Regions from separate parts of the Mus musculus genome. Here region 2 is linked to region 1. A link is a contact called in public Hi-C data. All regions are on one chromosome and are shown on one strand. The core of a region is the stretch at or near the end of the contact, and the rest is flanking DNA. Distances in the headings are between cores, read along the strand shown.

The links. Hi-C and Micro-C count contacts between places; a contact is called where the count stands out from the background.
Region 2: a contact with region 1 is called in a Hi-C map of embryonic stem cells, with 1.7 times the contacts expected there. The contact joins the enhancer-like site here to the promoter of Metap1d in region 1. A contact is called at or near these places in 3 of 39 promoter capture datasets (the 3T3-L1 cell line, cranial neural crest and hematopoietic stem and progenitor cells), 1 of 15 datasets of contacts at CTCF or cohesin (large pre-B cells), 4 of 484 Hi-C or Micro-C datasets (B cells, bone marrow-derived macrophages, embryonic stem cells and 1 more), 2 of 115 datasets of contacts at active chromatin or transcription factors (CD8 T cells and embryonic midbrain) and 3 of 9 other capture datasets (embryonic stem cells, liver and pancreatic islet).

What each region holds. Positions count from the first base shown.
Region 1 is chr2:71,448,936-71,455,653 of GRCm38.p6, forward strand. It overlaps Metap1d (methionyl aminopeptidase type 1D (mitochondrial)), which reads left to right and starts at 4,403. Exons shown (of 10, transcript NM_025633.3): 1 at 4,403-4,463. The coding sequence starts at 4,424.
Region 2 is chr2:71,276,365-71,283,082 of GRCm38.p6, forward strand. It overlaps Slc25a12 (solute carrier family 25 (mitochondrial carrier, Aralar), member 12), which reads right to left. Exons shown (of 18, transcript NM_172436.4): 14 at 6,106-6,246; 15 at 3,152-3,290; 16 at 277-435; 17 at 68-158. Among named protein-coding and RNA genes, the nearest start is that of Dync1i2, 68 kb to the left of the region's middle. Within about 2 kb of position 2,562, at least 13 of the 459 cell types and tissues checked have an H3K27ac peak or open chromatin away from gene starts, as enhancers often do. A contact at or near this core is called in embryonic stem cells, where this site is marked.

The DNA of each region.
Region 1 (6,718 bases), core at 3,153-5,652:
TCCTAGTTCATGGAAAGAACTGCTCATTTGGCTTAAAACATGTAAATAAATAAAGCATTTCCTTATCCGAAAATTGGACAAATTAAAGGGTAGGATTGGAAATGTTCTTCTCAAGCCACAGAGTAAAAGGTTAAGAAATTAACCTGAAATCAAATCAGAAAGCTAAGTTTTCGGGGGGAGATTCAGAGGGCAAAGCTGAGGGGCAGGTCAGGAAGAGAGAGTGACTCTAGGTTAGACATTGAGCTGTAGGAAGCTGAGCAGGTTCCTAGCCACCAACTTCCCCTAATTGACCAGGGAACCAAGTTGGTAGCCATTATTAGTTCACAGGGCCTTAGTTCAGTTAGCTTTACAATGTCCATATATGACAAATGTTTCTATAAATCTTTCCTAGTTTGCTTTCCATTGCTGTGATAAAAAACCATAACCAAAAGCAACTTAGGGAGGGAAGGGTCTATTTCAGCTTACAGTTGTAGTCCATCACCAGAGGAAATCAGGGCAGGAACTGGGGGACAAGGACCTGTAGGCGGGAATTGGAGCAAAAATCATGGAGGGGTACTGCTTACTGGCTTGCTCCCCATGGCTTGCTCAGTCTGCTTCCTTATAGCACCAAGACTACCAACCCACAGTATCATCCACTCCACATCAATCATTAATCAAGAAAATGTCCCCACAGACTTACCTACAAGGAATATGATGGAGGTGTTTTCTCAGTTGAGACTCCTTTTCCCAGGTCTCTAGCTTGGGTCTAATTAACAGAAAAAAACAACTGGGACAAATGCATTTGCCCCTGTGCTGATTTGAGTGAGAAATGTGTCCCATGGGCTTGTGTGGTTGAACTTTGATTCCCAGTTGGTGGCGCTCTTGGGGAGGTTTTGGTGCTAGCCTTGCTGGAGGAAGTACTGAGGGTGGGCTTTGAGATTAAGTGGCCGAACCCTACTTCCAGGTTCACTTTCTCCACTACACCCTAGCCACTCTGCCTGCTGCTCTGCCTGCTGGTTCACAGCCAAGCTTCCCCACCATGAGGGACTAAAACATTCCCCTGGAACTAAAACCCAAAAAAACTATTTTGGGGATGTGTGTGTTGGGGGGTGGCAGGGAATGTGTTCGAGACAGAGTTTCTCTGTATAGCTCTGGCTGTCCTGGGAACTCACTCTGTAGACCAGGCTGGCCTTGAACTCAGAAATCCACCTGCCTCTGCTTTCCAAGTACTGGGATTAAAGGCGTGCGCTACTACTCCCAAAACTCTTTCATCAATAAGTTTCATCTATAAATTTCCTTGGTCATGATATTTTATAACAGCAACTGAAATATAACAAATATAACAGACTAGATTTAAAAAAAAATCTTGCATTATGGGTAATCCTAGAAAGTATATAACATTTTAAGTTGTGTCCAAAGATTATTTTATCTCATAATCCCTAGTGCATTTAAAACTTAAAAGTACAAATTTATAACAAATTATGTGTGGCATAAAGTCTTTACTTATGTATTTCTGTATCTATTTATTAGTAATCTTTCCTTTTGGTTTAAAGTTTTCATACAATGTTTTGAGCAGGTTCTTTTCCCCACCCCTCAACGACAAATATAGAATGCTCCATGAATTTGCATGTCCTGTGCACAGAGGCAGTGCTAATCTTCTTCATATGTTTCTAATTTTGGTATATGTGGTGTCAAAGCAAGGGTGCAATCTTTAATATTAAGTAAAGAGAAAGGGTAGACTGTTAAGTTTTTCAAGAACATGCAAGGAGAAATTTATTTTAGACAAGTAATCATAGACAAGTCATGTTGTTTTGTTTTGTTCTGTTTTGTTTTAGACAGGATCTCATTGTGTGCCCTTTGGATGGCCTGTAACTAACTATTGTAGATCAGGTAACCTTGAGCACACAGAGGTCTGTCTGCCTCTGCCTCCCAAGTAGGATTAAAGGTGTACACCACCATGCCCTGCAAGTCTTTTTTTTTTTTTTTTTTTTTTTTGCTTTTGAGACAGGGTTTCTCTGTGTAGCCCTGGCTGTCCTGGAACTCACTCTGTAGACCAGGCTGGCCTCGAATTCAGAAATACTCCTGCCTCTGCCTCCTGAGTACTGGGATTAAAGGCATGTGCCACCACACCTGGCACCCAGCAAGTCTTTTATGTGAACAGTGTATATATGCACATAAGCACAAGCATGTGTATGCATTCCAGAAGTCAATGTCATGTGTCCTTTTATGTCACTTTCCAGTGTCTATGTACCAACTGTGTTCCTAGTACCCATGGAGGTGGTGAACCACCATGTTGACTCTCCTAAATGGACATGGTATTGAGCTGCACCCTAAGGTCTTATCTTTATACCCATACATCTGTGTGTTTCTTAATCTTCCTGAGAGAAACTTCTTTTTGAAGTAGATGGAGATTAATATAAAGACTGACAACTGGCCAATGTGCAAGATTAATAGACTGTGCTCATCCCTAAATGGGAGATATATCTCTATCTAGATCAATATCTATCTCTTTATCTATCTCTATCTATACCCTCTCTCTGTCTCTCTGTCTGTCTGTCTGTCTGTCTCTCTCTCTCTCTCTCTCTCTCTCTCACACACACACACACACACACACACACACATACACACACACACACAAACACACACACACATACACACATACACACACACACACACACACACACACATACACACATACACACACACACACACACACACACACACACACACATTCCCTAACTCCAAGGTTCAGGGGATGATCTCCTAAGAGGGGAGCTATGAAAAGATTCTAAGGGCCAGAGGTACAGGGTGACCTCTGTGGAAGTGTTTTCTGGATGAAACAGGACCAAGGCACACATGGATTCATAATGGCTGTCACTACACGCACAAGACCTAGCTAGCCGAGATCTCAACATAGATTGGGACAAGGACACAAAGTCCCATTCATAGCTGACAATTGACAGAGCTACTGAGGGGATGAGGGTGGTCAGTTTTCTCCAGGGTTTCTGCCCCTGAAAGGATCCCCGTGCTCCAGTAGATGGCCCTACATTCATGTGCATACTGGCAGTAGATGGACTCAGTGTGTTAAAATAAAAGCACATGAAGTTGAAAGGGAAATGTGGTGGAAGGGATGAGCAGGAGTTGGAGGAGAAGGATGGGGGCGCGTGGTGGTGCTGGGAGTGTATTAGACAAAAACACATTCTATGTGTGTATGATATTCTCAAACAAAAAGAATACCCTTGGATTAAGTGTTCTCCGATTTGAGGTTTGTGATGAGTTGAACTCTGCCTCCTGAGGTTAAAGGTGTGCCAGTTGAGCATGTGGACTCTTTTATTTTTTATTTTATATATGTAGTACAGTGTAGCTATCTTCAGACACACAAGAGGAGGGCATCAGGTTCTATTAAAGATGGTTGTGAGCCACCATGTGGTTGCTGGGAATTGAACTCAGGAAGAGTCCTAAGTGTTCTTAACCGCCGAGCCATCTCTCCAGCCCGCATGTGGATTCTTTAAAATCAATGAGAAGACATCCACATATTCACAAGGAATCCTTATCGATCTCGACTGCATTCAAAGTCCAGAAACTGCTACACTACAGTTTGGGTTCTTTCACCATACACATCTTGGGGTATCATGGTCTGTGTTGAGCACAGGAAGCTACCAAGATGGATAACACCTGGTCCATGAGCGTCTGGACTCCACCGCAAAACAAGGGCAAGAGGCACAGAACCTGGTGAAATCGGGCAACAGTATCATCGAAGGTACAGCGGCTGCCTCACTTGCCTTGACATAGGGGCTATGCAAGCTGACATGCGTCATTCTTTAAATATCTAATTTAGGGATAACAGCAGTTAATACTGCCAAGCAGGAAGTGTCATCAGGGAAGGAGAAATCCTGTGAAGATACCCACAGGGCCACATAGGTGTCCCAACTATTCTATTCTGGAGTCTCTGCTGAGTAATTAATATTCTAACATTGCAAAGGGAAGCTGATCAAACTGATCCAACTTTTTCAACTAGTTGCCTGGAAATGATTTGTAACCGAATGAAAGGCGATGAAAGTGCTTTGTTGCACACTAAATTGTGTTTGTTTGTTTGTTTTTTTTTTCCTCTCGCCCAACTTCACGTATCCATGCACCAAAATGGTGATTCTATAAATACTGGAGGCTACACTTACATGACGACTTTCTTCCATCCCTGATGGGTCTGGAAGCTCAGAGAGAGAACTGCGGCCGGAGCCAGCCTCTCCTGGTGGAAGCGAGCTGGCCGCAGACGGAGCTGCTGGCCTCGACACCAGAGGCACTCGCTAGCCCGGGCTCCTGCAAGCCAGCTCACGCGCGCGCGCGCACTCGCCTCCCACTGCTTCAGCGCTTCTGGGCTTTGAGAGCGCGGCTACTCCAGTGGGCGGAGCTGCGAGGCTCTCTTGGCCACGTGACCGGAGCCAACATGGCGGCGCCCATCGGCGTCCCCCTGCTCGTCCGTGGAGGTAAGCGATCGGCATACGACCGCTCCAGGGCTACGCGCCCAGAGACACGTCCGCGCGTGGGCTTGGTACGCACGTGCGTACTTTCAGTCGGACCCGCGTATACCATACACGTTGGCACGCTGCAGAAACAGACACACGTTTGTCCTCTTCTTACCATGTTGCTTGAGTGCTTAGTTCTTGAGATTTGTGGGTCGTTACCTGAAGTTTTCTTCCCTCTCTTTACTTGTGTGGTTAGTGTTGCAGACGTATCTACCAGCGACGACGGTGAAATGCGCCGGAACACTCGGTTTAGAGCTGTTGGATTGGCATGCCTTTTTGAGAAACTTGTAAAAGGTGATGACAGTCATGATGACTTAGGAGAGCTAACGATGTCAGGGGCATTCCAAACAGATGCGTTTCCGGCGAATCGTTGTTGAATTAGTACTAGGTTCGGATTCTTTGCTAGCAAGAACTCAAAAATAGGTTCAAGAAGGACGAAAAAAAAAAAAAGGAACACCAACGACTTTAGATACAATTTAAGTGCCAGGCACATAGGAACGGTTTTAGGAGGTAAATATTTTCAGAGCAATACTCAGCACGTATTATATACCTTCCGAGCCATCTCACCAGTCCAGCTTAACTTAATACAATCCCCTTTTGTGAAGTCAGATACCAACTTATTTGTGTGTATCTAAGGGTGTGTAAAAAAGTTTGACGTTGACATGGAATGGTGTCCACAAAAATATATTATTTGGAATATTTGGAAAAAGCAAGTTGTAGGACATTAAAATTACATATATTTGTTTGTCTGGTGTATGCTCAAACAGGTGCCAAGGTGTGCATACAAAGGTCACAGGGTCATAGGAGAACTTGTGGGAGTTCTCCCATTATCTGTTTTTCAGACCATGAGGCTTGGTTCAGGCTTTACCCACTGAACCATCTCACCAGCCCAGTTTAGCTCAATACAGCCCCCCCTTTGTGAAATCAGATACTCATATATTTGTGTAGTTATATTTGTGTGTATATGTGTATCTAATATAATACATACAGAGAATGACATACACGATTCACGGCTTTGTGAAATAAAATATTCAGTTTTTATGAAATGCCCATATTTTCCAAAGCACTCAAAATATAGTGCTACATATCTTAGAGGTTTTTGGCAAAGATGACTCTGGTCATTCTGTGTGTACCCAGAACTTCTCATCACTTGAATGATCTTGTACATTTAATACAACTTGTTCATGTGAAGATTAGATTTTCTTTTTTTAGCCTTTGAAATGTTCTTCATAGGAGAAATTTCAAACACACAACAGAGCGGCAAACTCTGCATACACATTGTCTGCTCACAAATCATGTGTGTAGAGACACTCACTTCTCCACCCCAGCCACAGTGCCTCCCACGATGGTATTATTTTAAAGGATGTCCTAGGTATATCACTTTATTTGTAGATTCTTTTGCCTATGTATCTCTGAAAACTGTGCCTAGGGAGTATAGCTCAGTGGTTAGCACCCATAAGCCTTGGTTTGGGGTTCCCCTGCTCCATAAGAGGAGAAAGAAAGAAAAAAAGGAAGGAAGGAAGGAACAAAGAAGGAAGAAAAGAAAGACAGAAAGACTGAGAATCCTACTCATTGTCTTGTATATTGTACTTATTTTTAGAATTTCTATTTAGCTATTTATTTGTTTTAAGACAGAATCTCCTGTAGCCTTGAACTCCTGGTCCTTCCGCCTCTACCACCGTGTGTTGAGATTAGTGGTGTAAACCACCCGTCATACTGGGCATTTCTCTGTCAGTTTCTCTGTTCAGATTTCCCAGTCATGCTCTTGTAACAATTGTTACATTTTATTTTATGAGACAGGGTCTTGTGTAGGGCGGGCTTGAATTCCTGGTCCTTCTGCCATTTCCAAGCATGTGCTGCCACACCCAGTAAACATAACAACTTTTTAAAAAAAGATTTATTTTTTATTTATGTGCATGCATGTAATCCATCTTGAGTTTACGTGCACCACATATGTGCAGGTACCTGAGGAGGCCAGAGGGAGTCATATCCCCTGGAACTGAAATTATAGGCAGTTGTGAGCCATAAGATACAGGTTATGAGAATCCAACTGGCCAGATCCTCTGGAAGAGCAGTAAGTGCTTTTAACCACGGAACCATCTCTCTAGCCCCGTAACGGCTATTTTAAACACTTGAAATCAGAGTTTCCCCACAGTCTGTCTTATTTGATGATGGTGGTGATGATGGTGGTGATAATTGATTGGCTACACTTTCCT
Region 2 (6,718 bases), core at 1,312-3,811, 170 kb before region 1:
GCTCTATAAACAGAACAAACACGTATGTGGATTTGGTGACTTTGTGAAGAGAAGTAGCTGTACTTACAGGCCTCCAAAATCTATGTAAAACCACCGCTGCAGAAGCTCGTAGGTAACCAGAGTGACACCAAACTGAGGTGAGGATCGAAACACCCGAGCTGGAAAAGACAGACAGGGTAGGGTACACTTAACACCTGGATGCTGTTACGAGGTGACCTGAGAGTGTCAGGGCAGGACAGCCAGACAGCCAGGCTGGAGGACCACCCCAGCATCTACCTGCAGTCCCTTTCCAAAATGCCGAGGGCCCTTCTTCCCGGAGAATCTTTCGGAAACAGTCGACGACCCCGCTGTATGTTGTCTGGCCGGCCCTGGCGGCCACTTGCAGTCTTGTCTTGATGACATCAGCAGGGGTCACCAGAGAAGCAGCAGGTACGCCTTTGAGGAGAAAGCCACATTTAATCCTCCTAAGGACTTCATACATCCAATAAGAAAGTCCACAACTGTAACCCAAGGGGTACTCAGAGCTCCTTACACAGATACGGAGGCGCATGTGGAAAGAAGTGTCAGCAAGCCTGCCGGTTGGCTGCTGGTTTCAGTAGAATTGGGGTGGAAAGGTTTTGTTTTTCTTTCTGAATTAAGGAAATGTCTCTAATGTCCCATCCCAGAGAACAATGAGAGAGAGAAGCACTGCTAGAGGTAGGTAGGAATCGCCACGTTCCCTTCCCGGCCTTAACAACCTTTAGGCTTTTCATCTTTAAATAGGATGCAAGTATTTTCTCCTGTGACATCTGTTTAATGCACCACAGATTGCATGTGGCATCAAAGCATCGTGCGTGGTCTTGGTTGATCCTTGCCAACCACACTGTGGGGTGAGTGAGGGTCAAAAGCATCAAGCACTTGCCAGTCTGAGGTGCTAAGGGAGAGGCTGCAAGCCTCCTTTCAGACCTGCTCATGTGACAGTCAGTGTGGCAGTCATTACAACCTCAGTGAGAGCCGGCCAGGCATCCAGTTAAAGAGCAGCAGAGGAACCGATCATTCAGAGGCCACCCTTCCCCAACACACACATGCCACAGCTCCCTGGGGTCACCTGAGATGCTGCAGCAGCAGCAGGACACGGAAGATGGATTTCTCAAGCATAGGTTTTGTTCATAAAACAAAACAGACCTTGAGAGAGCAGCATGACCTTCCCCAGGGGGAAGGAATTCAATTTGGCCCAAATCTCACTGTCTCACCATCGCTAGGCAGATGGAGCTTGTGGCTCTGAGGGGCTCTGAGGGGCTCCATGAGAGAATGATGCCAGTATGTCCCTTGGATCAGCCCAGCACCCTGCTCAGAGGGAAGCAGGTGAGCTGCATGCCTCCTGGGACAGGTCTTCAAATGCTCTCAGTACCTGCTAGCGAAGCATGCCTGGTAATAATTAGAAAAACTCGCCTCTTTCTGAAAATAGGTCCAATGTCTATAAGCTGGTGTGACTTGGTAACTGTTTATGTGGTTCTGTTTGTTGCCCACTGGAAGCCTGGCCGTTATCCCCTTCCTAACAGTCTAATGAGGACAAGAAAGGAGCTGGGGAGGGTGGCGAGGCGGGGGGGGGGGGGGGGACTTGGTGCCAGGTTAAACCGGCATCACTGGCTGTTTTCATTCAACCAAGCTCACAAATGACGGAGGCCAAGGCATTTGCAGGACCCCAGACAAGGGCTCAAAGCCCTGTTTTCTTGTTTTTCTTTGTTGGTTTGTTTGCTTGTTTGTTTTTAAGTTGTCCTCTGTTGTCATAAACAAGAACAGTGTATTCATCTCAACACTGCCAGGACCCAGGGCTCCTAACACACCATACTTAGGACAAGTAGTAGAAGATAACTCAGTAATTAAGAGCCAAGCAGTGGGGTTGGAGAGATGCCTCAGTGGTTAAGAGCACTGGCTGCTCTTTCAGAGGACCCAAGTTTGATTCCTAGAATCCTCATGGCTTGCAACCATCTATAACTCCAGCCCCAGGGTATCTGATACCCAATTTTGGCCTCATTCAGCAACGGGTATGCACATGGTGTACATACATACATACATGCAGGCAAACATGAACATAAAAGTAAATAAATCTTTTGGTTTTTTGTGTTGTGAGACAAGGTAGCCCTGGCTGTCCTGGAACTAATCACTATATAGACCCGGCTGACCTCAAACTCACAGAGTTCTGCCTGTCTCTGCCTCCCACATGTAAATAAATCTAAAATAAACCCCAAGCAGGGACCAGAGTCTAGTCCTAGTCCTGAGTCTGTGAGTTTTGTGTGGGTTCGTTACTAGCTGTGAGGAAGCCTAATGAACCGTTTCCTTCTGCTGTCACTCCTCTGTGCTGCTGAATGTAAGGATGCCTGGTTGCTCCCTGTTGTTCCAAGTCAGTTCCCTGGTAACTCAGGAGTAAGGAAGGACAGGGACACACACGCATTCAACCCCTTTCACCCCAGCTACTGCTGAGTCAGTTCTTCCTGCCAGGCTGCTCCCCCTGGTAGACTCTCCTGGGCCTAATCTGGTGTCTTTTGCCTGAGCCTCTACTCCTATGTTGGCCGCACAGGGAAGGCAGGAAGGACGTAATGCAAGCCCCACCCTCCAGAAGCACTGAGCCTATCGCAGAGGGGGTAAGCAACTTAAGCATCCATTAACCAAACTGAACGCTGAGAAAGGAGTTGAGGGCTTCAGGGTGCTGCTTTGGTCTAACCTGTGGTGGCAAGAAGCGAGAGTTTCGTGAAGCTCAGCTTCTGAGCCAGAGTGGGAACGCACTACCCTACAGGACAATCCTAAGGGCAGGCAGAGACTGCTTATCAGCACTGGCCCAACAGAGCAGATCTAGCAAAGGACTTCTCCACCTTAGTTGGCTGTACCCAAGGTTTTAGGAGCCCAGGAGGCTAAGACACATGCTAATGATGGAAGCCCAATTTAGATGGGCAGATCTAATTTGGCTCCAAGTTGCTAAGCTGCATTAAGTTGTTTATCCACATTATGCAAATGTAATTAACGCTCATCAGAATCAGATCCCCACAAAGGAGAAAAGGCGGTTATATCCAGCTAAGTCGGATCCCAACAATAACTTCCAGAAATAAAGCTCCAAGTCAGAGGTTTGGTGCGTCTTGGCAGAATTCTTTTGGTTAAGAAGATCTGTGGTTACCTGCCAAGGCTCCCGCTGTCAGGAGATTGATGCCTCCCACGCGTCCGTTCTCATCAGCCAGGAGGAGTTTGCAGTGAGCGTACACGGGAAAATAGATTGCGGAGAAGGGAATGTCTCGGAGGAAACAGGCTTTGGCACCCTGTCACGCGGTGAGGAAACAGTGCAAAACAGAGTGTAAATATGGGAAGCGGGCAGGCATCAGTGACAGGCTCAGATGTCCTTCAAACAGCATTAGAAGTGATGTGAGGGGAATTGGGGTGGGATGGGGTAGGCAGAGCAAACATGTGGGGCAGGAAGCTTTCTAAAGGAAAATGGACATCCATCCAGGCTAACCCCGGGTGGCTGCAGCATTCTAACAACAAAGAACTTTCTAGCATTTCTAGAAATGCTATATTTAGGGTCTTAAAACTTAATGTGGCAGGGCTGGAGAGAGGAGCTGGGTTCAATCCCCAGCACCCACATGGTAGCTCACAACTATTTGTTAACTCCAGTTCCAAGGGGATTTGACACCCTCACACAGGCAGACATGCAGGCAAAACACCAATGCCCATAAAATAATGATAAATGGGATGGCAAGATGGCTCAGCGGTAAGAGCACTGAGGTCCTGAGTTCAAATCCCAGCAACCACATGGTGGCTCACAACCACCGTAATGAGATCTGATGCCCTCTTCTGGTGCATCTAAAGTCAGCTACAGTGTACTTATGTATAATAATAAATAAATCTTTGGGCTGGAGTGAGCAGGGACTGAGTGATCAGAGTTGGCGAGAGTGAGCAGGGTTGACTGGAGCAAGCAAAGGTCCTAAAAATTCAATTCCCAGCAACCACATGAAGGTTCACAACCATCTGTACAGCTACAGTGTGCTCACATACATTAAATAAATAAATAAATAAATAAATAAATAAATAAATAAATTTTTTAAAAAAAGACAAATAATTTAATAATTAACTTGTTTTCTGTTGTAATCACACATGAGATCTATCCTCTTAAGTGTTTTCAAGCAAAATACAACATTAACTCAGGATGCTCTACTGCCGGTCTCTGCAACTTGTCAATATGTAATTGGAACTTTCTGAATGTTAAGCAAGGCAGCATTTAGGATTCATAAGGGCTCTCGGATGTCCCAGGTTTGCATGACCTGCTCAGCTTTGCCGGGCGTGGGGGCAGGGAGCTTGAGTGGGGATCGGAGTGGCAGGGGAAACAGGGGAGGCATTCGATCAGATCCCAGTATAAATGACTTGATTCCCAAACCCCCCAAAACTAACAAATTACCAAGTCAACCTCAATCACGAGTTCCAAGCCTCGAGAGTTCCACGCCAGGCAGAAAGCCAGAGGCAATGGAGAAGGGAAACTGTTCTTGGGAAGGCAGAGAAAAAACCCAACCGTGTTCCCTGCTCATTCCATGCATGTTCCATTCAACACAGCCTGTCCTGGCCCTGGGGAGGGCCAGGAAGACCTTCCATACCATTGCCATCGACCCCTGTCGGCCCAGGTCTGAAGCTTTACCTCATCAGACACATGCTATACCCAAGCACTGGGTTCCTATAGCTCTGTTTTTATTACAACAACAAAAACACCGAAGGACTCTTAACAGGGTAATACAGATAGAACCAATATTTACAAATTCTGCTCTCCAAGGGAATCTCAACGGATGGCAGGGAGGGTGGGCGGGAGGAGCGAGCAGAGGCATTTGGTAAAGACAGACTCGGCTGGCAGCCGGGCTCTGGAGCGCCCTGTGGCTTACAGCTCTAATCTAGACATTCCTAATTTCTAATTTGCAGTTACAGAGGTAAATTTACACATTTCAGTAGTTATGGATCCATAAATAAATTCAATGCTGTGGAAACACAGTCCCCTATAGAGGTGAAATTTCTGTATTTTCCCTTCTACCAGGGAAAGGAACGGAAAGAAATACTCTCCTAGTTAAAGAAAAATACTGGCTTCTGCTCCATTACATCTGATCTGTAATGACGGTGGTAAGTATATCGGCAGGGGAGAAATCTGTTGACTGGCGTTTTGTGAAAGTACAGTAACTGTTGTTGTTTTTTAATGGAATTCATTATTGACAAACCCTCCCACTTAACTTCTTAAAGACTTGAATTCTGCCAAATTCTACTATCTTCTTTTTTTTCCCCACTATGGTCATGATGACTAAGACAAGAGAAGCCCCTCCTGGGACAATGACATATTCAGACTCTATGTGAGCATAGGATCATTCTGGTGTCCTAAAACCATCCAACGAGTATCCAAAGGTATTTCTCAAAGACCCCATAGAGTGGAAGCCAGAAGCATGAAGCCAGAGATGCTATGGAACGGATATCCTGCCAGCAGCTCCATAAAAGCTAAAAATGACACCAGGAACATGTTCATCCCACCACCTTTACCCAGGAGCAGTGTGTACATCCCGCTGCCTTTACCTGGGGGACCCGATTTCATTTGGGTTTCCTGATAGGTCTCACAGGTCTCAGCTTGGGGGTGAGGGTGGGGTCATCTAGCTTCTTCATTCTTTCATGTGTGTACTGTGTGTATACATGTGTGTACTGTGTGTACAGTGTGTATACATGTGTGTACTGTATTTATACATGTGTGCTGTGTGTACAGTGTGTACACATGTGTGTACTGTGTATACAGTGTGTATACATATGTGTACTGTGTGCATACATATGTGTACTATGTGTGTCTACATGTGTGTACTGTGTGTCTGCATGTGTGTACAGTACACACAGTATGTAAACACATGTATGCACAGTGTGTATACATGGGTATACTGTATGCACAGTGTGTATACGTGTGTGTACTGTATGTATAGTGTATATACATGTGTATACATGTGTGTACAGTGTGTATACATGTGTGTAGTGTGTGTATATAGGTGTATACCGTGTGTATAGTGTGTATACATGTGTGTGCTGTGTGTCACATCTCCATTCAGTTAGCCAGAGGAACTGACCCACCTTGTACAGCCCGAAAAGTCCCAGGTCCTGAAGCACATTCAGAGCACTGACTCTCGGTCCTGTGGTGATCTCTCCGGCTACCTGCAGGCGGATCTTCACTATCTCCAGAGGGTTGGTAAAGATGACCTGCGAGCCTCCAGCCTGCACGCAAGGGAGACAGACAAGTTCTTTCCACATCAGAGCTGGCCTAGGGGTGTCAGTGAAGGGAAAGGCATGGAAGACTTCTCTTTCACTCGGGCAGGAGAGGCACACATTTCGCTCGGTGTAAGACAGGCTCATGGAGACGTTCCAAAGATGCTTCACGCTAATCTCGGTTTGGGTTCATGTCTATTTGAAACAAAGACTCAATCTCCAGCCCAAACTCACCTAGAACACTCTATATTCACCAGGCTAAGCTAGACTTCACAGCAGTTCTCCTGCCTCAGCCTGCAGAATGCTGAGGTTGCAGATGAGAGAGGGCTACCATGCCCAGACTTGGCTTTATTTCTATTAGAAATGTCGAGGCCGATTCTCAGAACTGACCTTCAAGGATAACCTCAAACACATTCAAAATAACAGAATCAATAAACACAATTTGGCAAACACAAGCAAATGAAGACGTGCAGGGTGGGCT